Linked DNA regions of Zea mays: region 2 is linked to region 1. Evidence: chromatin contacts called from public Hi-C data. All regions are on one chromosome and are shown on one strand. The core of a region is the stretch at or near the end of the contact, and the rest is flanking DNA. Distances in the headings are between cores, read along the strand shown.

Region 1 (5,136 bases), core at 1,607-4,106:
ATCCATATATGACAAAATTGAATAAAACTCAAAGTTAGTTTTTATTTGAAGTGATTTTGCACTTGTTCTAGTTGCTTTATGTTGTGTTGGCATAAATCACCAAAAAGGGGGAGATTGAAAGGGAAATGTGCCTTTGGGCCATTTCTAAGTATTTTGGTGATTGAGTGCAAACACAAGTGCTTAAATGTGAAAATATGCCCAAGGATGATCAAAGTGCAAATCACAAGTTAAGGTATGTTTCTAAGCCTTAGTACATTGGTTTTGTGTACTAATATATTTGTCTAAGTGTTAGAAACAGATAGAAGAAGAGAAGAGAAGTCTTGGCTGTGTACAGCCAAGGGGCTGCTTCGGTCTGGGGCACCGGACTGTCCGGTGGTGCACCGGACAGTGTCCGGTGGTGCACCGGACAGTGTCCGGTGCGCCAGGCTGCCTCGGCCGAAGAGGCCGCTCTCGGGTTTTTCTCCGGCGACTTCGGCTAAAATTCACCGGACTGTCCGGTGTGCACCGGACTGTCCGGTGAGCCAACGGTCGGCCGGGCCAACGGTCGGCCGCGCGATCGGCGCGCGACACGTGGCCGAGCCAACGGTCGGAAGGAAGCACCGGACTGTCCGGTGTGCACCGGACTGTCCGGTGCGCCAGATCTGCAACGGTCGGCAACGGTCGGCTTCGCCATTTAAGGAAACAAATCGGGCACCGGACAGTGTCCGGTGTGCACCGGACTGTCCGGTGCGCCCGACGACAGAAGGCAAGGATAGCCTTCCAGATGTGCTCTCAACGGCTCCTAGCTGCCTTGGGGCTATAAAAGGGACCCCTAGGCGCATGGAGGAGCACATCAAGCATTCCTACAACTCTTCTAAGCACCAAGACATCAATCTCACGCATTCGTTTCATTGTGATAGCATATAGAGCTCTTGTGGAGTTGTGAACTCTTTGTGTTGCGTTGCGAGCTCTTGTTGCGACTTGTGTGCGTGGTGTTGCTCTGATTTTCGAGTCTTGTGTGCGTTGCTCATTCCCACCTTACTCCGTATTTCTTTGTGAACTCAATTGTAAGGGCGAGAGACTCCAAGTTGTGGAGATTCCTCGCAAACGGGAAAAGATCAAAGGAAAGAACAACACCGTGGTATTCAAGTTGATCATTGGATCACTTGAGAGGAGTTGAGTGCAACTCTCGTCCGTTGGGACGCCACAACGTGGAGTAGGCAAGTTTTGTACTTGGCCGAACCACGGGATAACCACCGTGTCAACTCTGTGATTGCTTTCTTGTGGTTATCGTGTTTTGAGTTCTCTCTAGCCACTTGACCATACTTGTACTAACCCTTAACAAGTTTTTGTGGCTTAAGTTTAAGTTTTTACAGGATCACCTATTCACCCCCCCTCTAGGTGCTCTCAAGGTTAGGTTATCCACTCGATCAGTCAATGACCAAAGGAGTGAGCGAGCCACCAGTGGGCCAGCGTTAGAAAAGGGAATCGAAAGGCTCAGGTGGGGAGTGAGCTGAGAAGTGGTTAGATCAAAACCTAGTTTTTATCAGATTTGGCTCCGCCTACTATATAAAAGTTTGTTTATTTTATTGTATATATAAACATTAGTATAAGAGATTACAAAAATTAAGGTGGGGCCATTGACCACCTTGCCCACCCCTTGGGTCCGCCTCTGCCGGTACTTGTAGCCCAACATTTAGCTCATTCATATAGTGGTTAGCGCTTTACTATTAACACAGAAGCTAAATTGTCTCTCTCATAAAGTTTCTTGTTTCTTGTGTCAAAGCCGGCTGTAAGTTTACAACACGCTTCTTCTCCCTCCTCTTTAGTCTCCTCCACCTCAACATTTAATCAGTTTATAGCCTCTTATTATGCTTGCTCTAAGTGAGTAGAAAGCTCAAAGCCAAACCGTCACTCAGTGCTACATAGTGTTAGGCCATTTCTCGGTCATTAAATGACATACCAAATAGGTAAACAAGATAACCTGCCATACAATTTAATGAATATAGATATGATAGAGTTTTACGGTTGAGGAGATGATTTCACGAGGATGAAACTCTGTATACAATGTTTCTTAGACAAATGTTGACATGGTATCTTGTAAATAGTGATGAAACTGTATAGTGAGAATGACCATAGCGTTTGGGGACATAGTATTTTTCTAGTTCCAAGGTAATACTTTAGTATTTGAGCATACAATTATAATTTAGGTGGAAAGATGTCTGAAAGCATATATTTTAAATTATGGTCTCACCAATATCATAATTTTTTCCGGGTCTAAAAACTTTGGTCTAGATAAAAAATCGCTGGTGCATGGCTGCAGTTTACTTTTTTTCCTCTTCTGTGGTGCAACTAAAATATTGTGTCTTCAAACAGGTGTTAGATTAGATTGATGTAAAATACACCATGGTTGTGTCATATCATGACATTCGATAAATTGTGGTATTGTAAATGTGGTTTTAAAAACAGTGTCCCAAATTAGGCCCGTAATCGTCAATATTGAGAATAAAAATAATCTTTTATGGCTTTACTTTTTTTATCTATTGTATTTTATACGACATGTGCATGACATTTTAATAAGTACAATAGTTAGAATAAGGATGGATGGGAAATCTCGTGTCCGCTGTCAGTGTTTCAGAACACGACGATGGCGCGGTGAGACTTGAGAGGAGGACCGAGCGACGAGCGTTCCGAGTTGCGCAACTCGTGCGTGTGCGCAGTTGTGTTATACTTTTATGGGCTTAGCTGGGCCCTCGGGCCTCTGTCATACGGCCTGCTAGATGAGTCTGTGAGATGAGATCGCCATTGGATCGAGCGGACGGTGAAAATCGTCCGACTGTAGCCTAGTCGACGGATTTGATCCCGCAGGCCGCAGCGCAGCGGCCGTGTCCGCTGCCGCCACCAGCCACCGGCCACAGCCAGGCAGCCAGCTCGCGTCGAAGAGGACGACGTGGCCCGCCAAGCTCCCCTGCCAAAAGAAACAGGAGTGCCCGCGTCGTCGCCTAGTCGGTGCGTGGTGGGAGTGGTATGGAGAGGGGCGCCGCCACGGCCGCCGCGGCGCTCGGCTGCGCCCTCCGCTCCCCTTCCCCCTCCGCGTCCCCGGCTCCCCGGTGGCCGCCGCTCCACCGCTGCCCACGGCGCGGCCCGCCCGGGCCTCCCCGCTCCCTCCTGCCGCCCGCGCGGCGTTTCAGGTACCGAGCTGTCTTCTGTCCTTGTTGTAGGGGAGCTGTTCCGCGATTCCTTTCGGTTGGTGCCAGCGCGCGGTTGCTTACTTGTTAGATGTTCGACGAAACGACTGTCCCATCGAGCATTTCTGTCTATACTGGAATGGGAGGATAAGCTTGTTGGACTATCCGAGCCTGAGCATCAGGATGCTGCTGACATTTCATTGAGGGGTTAAGTCCTCTATGGCGAACCACACTAAGGTTTCAAAAAGGCACGGGAATTTATGTGCTTTGACTTTCTAGTGCTAGCAAACTATAATCTTGTATTTGATGTAAGGAACCGAAGTTTGCTTGTCTCGTGTACATGAGAGGTTGGATCTAAACATATAGTAAGCATTATGTTATGCTTGTGCAATTTGGGAAGACAATGTGTCATGTTGCTGCCCCCAAAAGGCTCTATCAGGTACCTGTGATATCCTGACCCTGGGATGGTGATGTCCTGACCTAAGACTTAATAAAATTAATAGAGTATACATACCAATAAAGTGTATCTTCTTTTTCGGAAGTCTATCTCGAAAGAATCTCTAAGTTAAGCGTGTTTAGCTTCGAGCAATTTGGGATGAGTGACCGACCGAGAAGTTTTCTCGGGTGCGCATGCGTGAGGACAAAGTGTGCATAAAAGACCCGTATTGGTCTGTGGGGACAATATATGATCCTAGAGAGCTTCCAGGAGTAAGTACCGCCGGTCCAGGGATTGGATGGGGGTGTTATAAGTGGTATCAGAGCTAACCCTCGAGGTTTCACGGGCATGTGTGGGTTAGAGATTCGGGTATATGGCGCATGTGGGCCCAGAGTGATCACATGACATGTCATTTGACGACACTAGACACATAGACGTGGCTAAGAGGGGAGGTTGCTGGGTTGGGGTTGACCGACGAGGACGTCGGTCTTCTAGGGGGGTGGATTGTGATATCCTGGCCCCTGGGATGGTGATATCCTGGTCTAAGGCTTAATAGAATTAATAGAGTATTTATACCAATAAGGTGTATCTTCTTTTTCGTAAGACTATCTCAAAAGAACCTCTAAATTAAGCGTGACTGACTTGGAGCAATTTGTGATGGGTGACCGACCGAAAAGTTTTCTCGAGTGCGCATGAGTGAGGACAAAGTGTGCACAAAAGACCCATGTTGGTCCGTGGGGACAATACATGATCGTAGAGAGCTACCAGGAGTAAGTATCGCCGGTCCAGGGATTGGACGGGGTGTTACCCCCGCTGCTTCAAACCATAAGTCGTTTTGTTTTGTCCTAAGTCAAGCTTGTTTACCTTTGATCAAAGTTATAGAAAAAAATATTCATCCACATTATCAAATAGATGCACGGTCAAAATGTTTTCAATGCTTTAACTAATGTACCCCTTGTTTGTTGTTGTATATGTTTGCGCATTTTTCTATAAACTTGGCCAAAGTTAGATTGCTAGAAAAGTTTGGCTTAATACAAAGCTAGAACACCTTCCAATTTGGAACGAAGGATTTAGGAGCGGCCAAGCTGGGCTGTTTTCCATGTCAGGTCAACCAAAAGGGAGGTGTGACTACTTGTGCAATGGGGTTTGAAAAATAAGGTAGAGCCACAAGCAAAGTTTTTTTTTAAAAAAAAATGGTAGAACCACCATGTTTGGTTTAATTGTTCCCTAATTATTACTAATGCAACTTAGGTAGCCCTGAAGGTTAGCAATTACTTTATTTTTGTTTATTTGAACTTTATATAAGTTCCTTAGAATGGCAGCCCGATGTAGTGGTGAGAGCTGTCTCAATGAGTCACCAGGTCGCGGATTCGAAGCAGCCTCTCTGCATTTGCGGAGGGGAGGCTTGCCTCGGTTTATCCTTTCCTTAGACCCCACTCGTGTGAGAGCCTCCGGCACCAGATCTGCCATTTTTATATATGAGATCCTTGATCCAAATTGGAGTATGGAAAGAACCTACCAAATGCTTAAAAC
Region 2 (5,136 bases), core at 1,937-4,436, 370 kb before region 1:
TGGGTACTGGTTTTTTTTTTCAATTGATAAAAAAACAGGATCTGATGGAGCCTTTTCATTTTTGTTTTACTTTCCGTCTCTTTTATCAGCAGTTGAAAGGCGATCACTTATTCTCAATTTGGTGGAATCTCCTTTATCAGTAATTGATAGTTGAAAGGTGGTGACTTGTTTTCAATGTGGTGGAGATGCTTTAATGAGTAAAATGACCAAACTAGTAGAGAAGTTATCAATTCCGGCTGGTGCTGAGTACAGTAACCTGGCCGCTGAAAAGTTCAGTAGTGCATAGCCGAAACCCTTTTAGTACTGCAAGTCATGTACTAATTTTTTTTATTTATTTATCGCTGTTTAGTTTAAAAATAAATTAACGGTCAAATATTCGACAACAAAGGTATTACTAATAGTAGACAAGTGCTAAGCTAATACCGTCCATTGTCCCATAGCTGCACCGCCACGCTTTGCCCAACAATTTCCCAGATGCATCAATTTCGCAAGAAAAGGCAGAGGAAAAAAAATCGATAAGGTCAGGTCGTTCGGTACGTCTTGGATAGCTTCAGCTCCTTGTGACAAACACGGTAACGGAACGCTACGGATTTCCAGTTTTGCAGGTAGAGACTGAACTACTCCCTCCGTTTCATATTAGGCTTAACCGCTTAGGGCTTGTTCGTTTTGCTCTCAATCCATGTGGATTGAGTGGGATTGGATGGGTTTCAATCCCAAACAAGTCAAAATCGTTCACAATTTTTTCCAATCCCATCCAATCCACGTGGGATAGGAATAACCGAACAAGCCCTTAAGCGGAGGATCCATCCATCTCCATCATGATGGAAGCTGGTTGGGCAGGGCAGCAAAGACGATAACCGTCGGGTTGAGGCCACCGACGGCGTAGAAGTGTCCATTTGGTTAAGCAAGCGTTGTACTCTAGAGTCTAGAGGACGCAACACCATTGACGAGCCGAGCCGAGGACCCTATCCCTATCGATCGACGTCGTCCATGCATGATGACTGCGGCCTTGAGCCCTTGGCAACGACGCGGCCCCAGCTCGCGTCTTCGGGAGTCTGGCTGGCGGGTGACGGCGATAGTACAGTGAACCCATACATCGACGCCTCGTCGGGTTCAAGACCTACTACTTCAGCGGCGCTAGCGCTGCTTCCGATTGTGGTGTGCATCCTTGGCGGCGAGCGCCGACAAGCTAATTTGAGTGTAGGGGTGGAAATTTGGCTCGGCCTCGGTGAGCTTCGTCTCGAACCGAGCCAGCTAGCGAGCCAAAATTAGCCCGAGCCGAGTTGTTTCTTCGGCTCGTCAGAACTGCGAGAACTGAGCTAACAACGTCAAATATACTATTATACTATATTATTATTATTATGTTTTGAACTATTTTATTAAATTTCTTGAATTTGATACGTGATACACTTATATTGTAGTCTAAAAAAATATTATACATAATTTTTTATTTTATATATAATAAAAAATATATAATTTATACTCTAAACATGATTTAGTGTGAGTCTCGCGAGCCGTTACCGAGCCGATTCTCTCAGTCAAGCTGCAACATAACCGAGCCGAGCCTAGCTCGCCTCGTAGCTGCACCAAGCCGCGTCGGGCTCGGCTCAGCTCGTTTCCATCCCTATTTGAGTTTATTGCTGCCGCCGTCTTAAACCTTCCGTCCCTTCCTTGTTCGTAGGGCACAAAACGAACTAAATTTTTGCCATTCTAGCAATGTTCTTGTAAAGCTTTTCCATAGTTGCATTGACAGCAGGTTCTTCGGAACATATATCATGTCCAAGTTTTTCATAATAAAGTTATCTCCAGCAGCTTTTAGGACATGTACAATATAGATACCACGGCACGGTCCTCCAAGTATAAAACACACCTAAGACACAGTTCAGTACAAAAAGACATATCTAAAATCTTACATCTTAATTAATGTTTCAAATTCATCGTATTAAATGGTGACTGATCCATTGTGCACTTGTATACACTGCAGGTTCACACCGTTGTTTTCTGACTTTATACTGCTGTTCAGAGTAGCGCATTGCTGAACAAACTGAACCTCCGAACCTCAAACTGAATTACTCACTTTGCTGAATAAACTGATGAGGATCTAGACAACAGTTTCAGAATGCTACAGTATTTTCAGAGTAGCGCTTGAGATGCAGATATGGTAAAATCAAAGGGGTGAACTAGAGAAGTTGCTTTGGCATGTTGTGGGAAAAGAAATGATGTTACAGTTCACATTCAGGTGCAGAAAATTAAGGTAACGAGAGAGCCCAGAGGTCTGCAGAGGGCAGAGGCTGATGAAAATGCATCAGAGGAGAGTGAAAATGCATTCAGACACAGATAATAATTAAAACCAATAATTAGATGTATCACATAGAGGTTTCAACATAAATGTATCACATAGCTGATAAATTTTGCAATATGAAATATACATATATGATTGATCTAATGTCCATCGTATCGTTGCCATACTTCACTAATCAGAGGATAGTGAAGTGTGTGCCGGCGGGGGAGGGGGTTCGGGAGGGGATGTTGTTGCCAGCAGCAAGGGGAACGTGAATGGGGAATCTCGCGGTGGGGGAGGGCATCTGGAAGAGAGGGGTAACGGCAGTTGGACGTGGAGCCGGAAGGGATGGCGGCGGCGACGGCCGGGTGACGAACGGGAGAACCTGTTTTTTTTTATTCATGGCAAAACGGATGGATGAGACTAGTGATGCAAAAGTGATGACCAAACAGATGAACGGGAGCACCGAATGCCGAAGAGACGACCAGCGTTGTACAACGAAGCGACAACATCGTATCTTTGCCTCGAGCCATGCGCGAGGAACGGTGGCTTCGCCAAGGATCGAGTCTTCGGAAATTTTACAGTTACCTCCCTAGACACGGTATAAGACACGCCGTGTTAAACAACGCTGTACATACCCTTATATTTCATCTTCTACTCCAAACTCTATGGTGTAAACGGTGCTGCAACAACGACGTAACGTAATGGCATAGACCTAGACCGGCAGCTATCGGCCCACCCATCTCGACCGAGCGGTCCTACATGAACATGTGGCGCCGCGGCCCGGGAGCAGGCCGTAGTCTGTGTGGGCTTGAGCGCGTGCTGTTGCTGAAAGGCCCAAGCGAACAAGCAAAAGGGAGGGACAGCCCACGCGGATCGGTGTGCGTGGCTCCGCGCTCCCTTCCGCCGCCAGTCCGCCGGCTCAACTCCAGCCGCCGCGTGCCCCTCCTCTCCCCACCCGATGCGGGCCCTCGCGCGCGCCGCGTCGCTGCTCCGCCGCGCCGCGGGGTCCGCGCCTACTACGGCGTCGCTGTACCATCCGCCGCGGAACGTAGGCCCTTGCCTCGTGAAGGTCTGGACCCCTCCCTCCTTCCCCATGTCCTCGGTGCGGCGTATCGCAAACCCACTCGACTGATTCGACAAAAGGGATTAACAAATCTAGGTGGTTCTAGAATCCAGAGGGATTCGGGTGGGCCGGAGCCGCGACTGTTTGTGGGCAAGTGTTAAGCAGCAGCTGCTCTTGCGTTCGGATGCTTGGTCTCTTGTAGAATGGGAAATGGGCCTGCTTCAGGCTGGAGTTGTGGTTTAGGTGCAGCATTGCTCATCCACTTGCCTGAATCCTGATTCGTAGGAAAAAAAAAGAGTATTCAAGCTTGATTGAAATCTAGTGGTTTAGCAAACATCTGATGATTTCACTCAACTGCAATTATGTTCACTCTTGAGGATTGTGCTAGTTTGCGTATTTACAAGGATCGCTCAATGCCAAGGCTTGTGATGGGAAGCGAAAGTATAGTCCCTTTTCAATCTAAGCACGCGCACACACACAGGTGTCAATTTTGTGTCTGGTGCCTTGCTTGAGAAACATCTAGCACATCCAGCTACGAATTTGCTACATTAGTTGTGGTAATAGGTGGCAATCCTGTTTTTCAGTTGAACATTAATCCAATTGCTTCTTCCATTCATTCCGTTACTTGTGCGGCTAGTCCTGTAAATTTGTCTGTTTACCTCATGCTGCATTCAGTTGCCATTCAACAAGGCCTTCGGGGACAAGATATTTTACATCTGGCTTTATTATCAAACTTTATATCTGAATATATCTTGGATTAGTGGATTACATGTGATGACAGATGCTTTACCTGCCCCCTAAAACTTGCTCTGCTCATTGTCTTTCTGTTCCTGTTTTTCCTTTTGCTTTGCTGAACCCAAACCTGTTTTATTTCGTTCTTGTTAACGGAAATGGCGACAGCCTTGCTTTGAAACATGCGCTGGAAAGCTACAACTATTACATCCTCCAATCTTCTGTAGTTTTTTTCATTAACTTATTTGACAGGAATGCATAAATCATATTTGTCCTGTTAGCATTTTGGGTATCAAGATTTCAACATAGAAGTTTTATTATATTTTTGCCAAGATCTAACTTGTTGCACCCAATCATCTGTTAAGAAATCTTTATCCTTTCTCTGTTTGAAAATGTGTTTTTTGTATATTTGATTGCACGTGAGTTCTGCATTGACCTTTTGTTTTAAATACTTGTTCCATTTCCAGAATCTGCCAGGTTTCTTTTTCAATGGGTATTCTACTCTTTTGGCTCCACCAAATGAAGTGTTGATTCCACCAGAACTCCTTTCTAGCAGGACTGTGTGGACACCAGATCGGGAGCTTGGTGAGTTCTCCCCTATGGACTAATTTCAAATCACCATTTTAGTGGATTTGTCTCAACACTAGTCTTCTGAATTTTCTTTTAACGACAAATGATATATCATATGACTTACCATTTTATCTTTTGCCAGCTAAAGCTTTGGTTACTGTTTCTTATCTAACCAGACCAAAATTCATGAATGAAACTTCACTTCTGCAGTATTGCAATTATTTATGAATAATGTTGATTTTATTTTGAATTAAGAATATGCTGGATTTTAATTCCTCTGGCTTGTTATAATATTGCAGGGCAGTATGAAGACCTGGTAGCTAGGGTCACAAACTTCCATAATGAGGACAAGGGCTTCATGGTTTTGGATGGCGATGTTTTTGATGTTCCAATTAGGAAGGACATTGTTCACCGAGTAGTAAGGTGGCAGCTTGCTAAAAGACAGCAGGTGCACCAATAGGATCACTTAATATTTTTTTACTTGGCC

The links. Hi-C and Micro-C count contacts between places; a contact is called where the count stands out from the background.
Region 2: a Hi-C map of leaf shows a contact between it and region 1, with 7 times the contacts expected there. The contact joins the promoter of LOC100280943 here to the promoter of LOC100284794 in region 1. A contact is called at or near these places in 3 of 25 Hi-C or Micro-C datasets (ear, leaf and tassel).

The regions. Positions count from the first base shown.
Region 1 is chr1:296,210,492-296,215,627 of Zm-B73-REFERENCE-NAM-5.0, reverse strand. LOC100284794 (riboflavin kinase family protein) reads left to right here and starts at 2,856. Exons shown (of 5, transcript NM_001157689.2): 1 at 2,856-3,170. The coding sequence starts at 3,007.
Region 2 is chr1:296,579,080-296,584,215 of Zm-B73-REFERENCE-NAM-5.0, reverse strand. It overlaps LOC100280943 (50S ribosomal protein L4-like), which reads left to right and starts at 3,186. Exons shown (of 7, transcript NM_001374362.1): 1 at 3,186-3,353; 2 at 4,547-4,664; 3 at 4,949-5,097. The coding sequence starts at 3,243.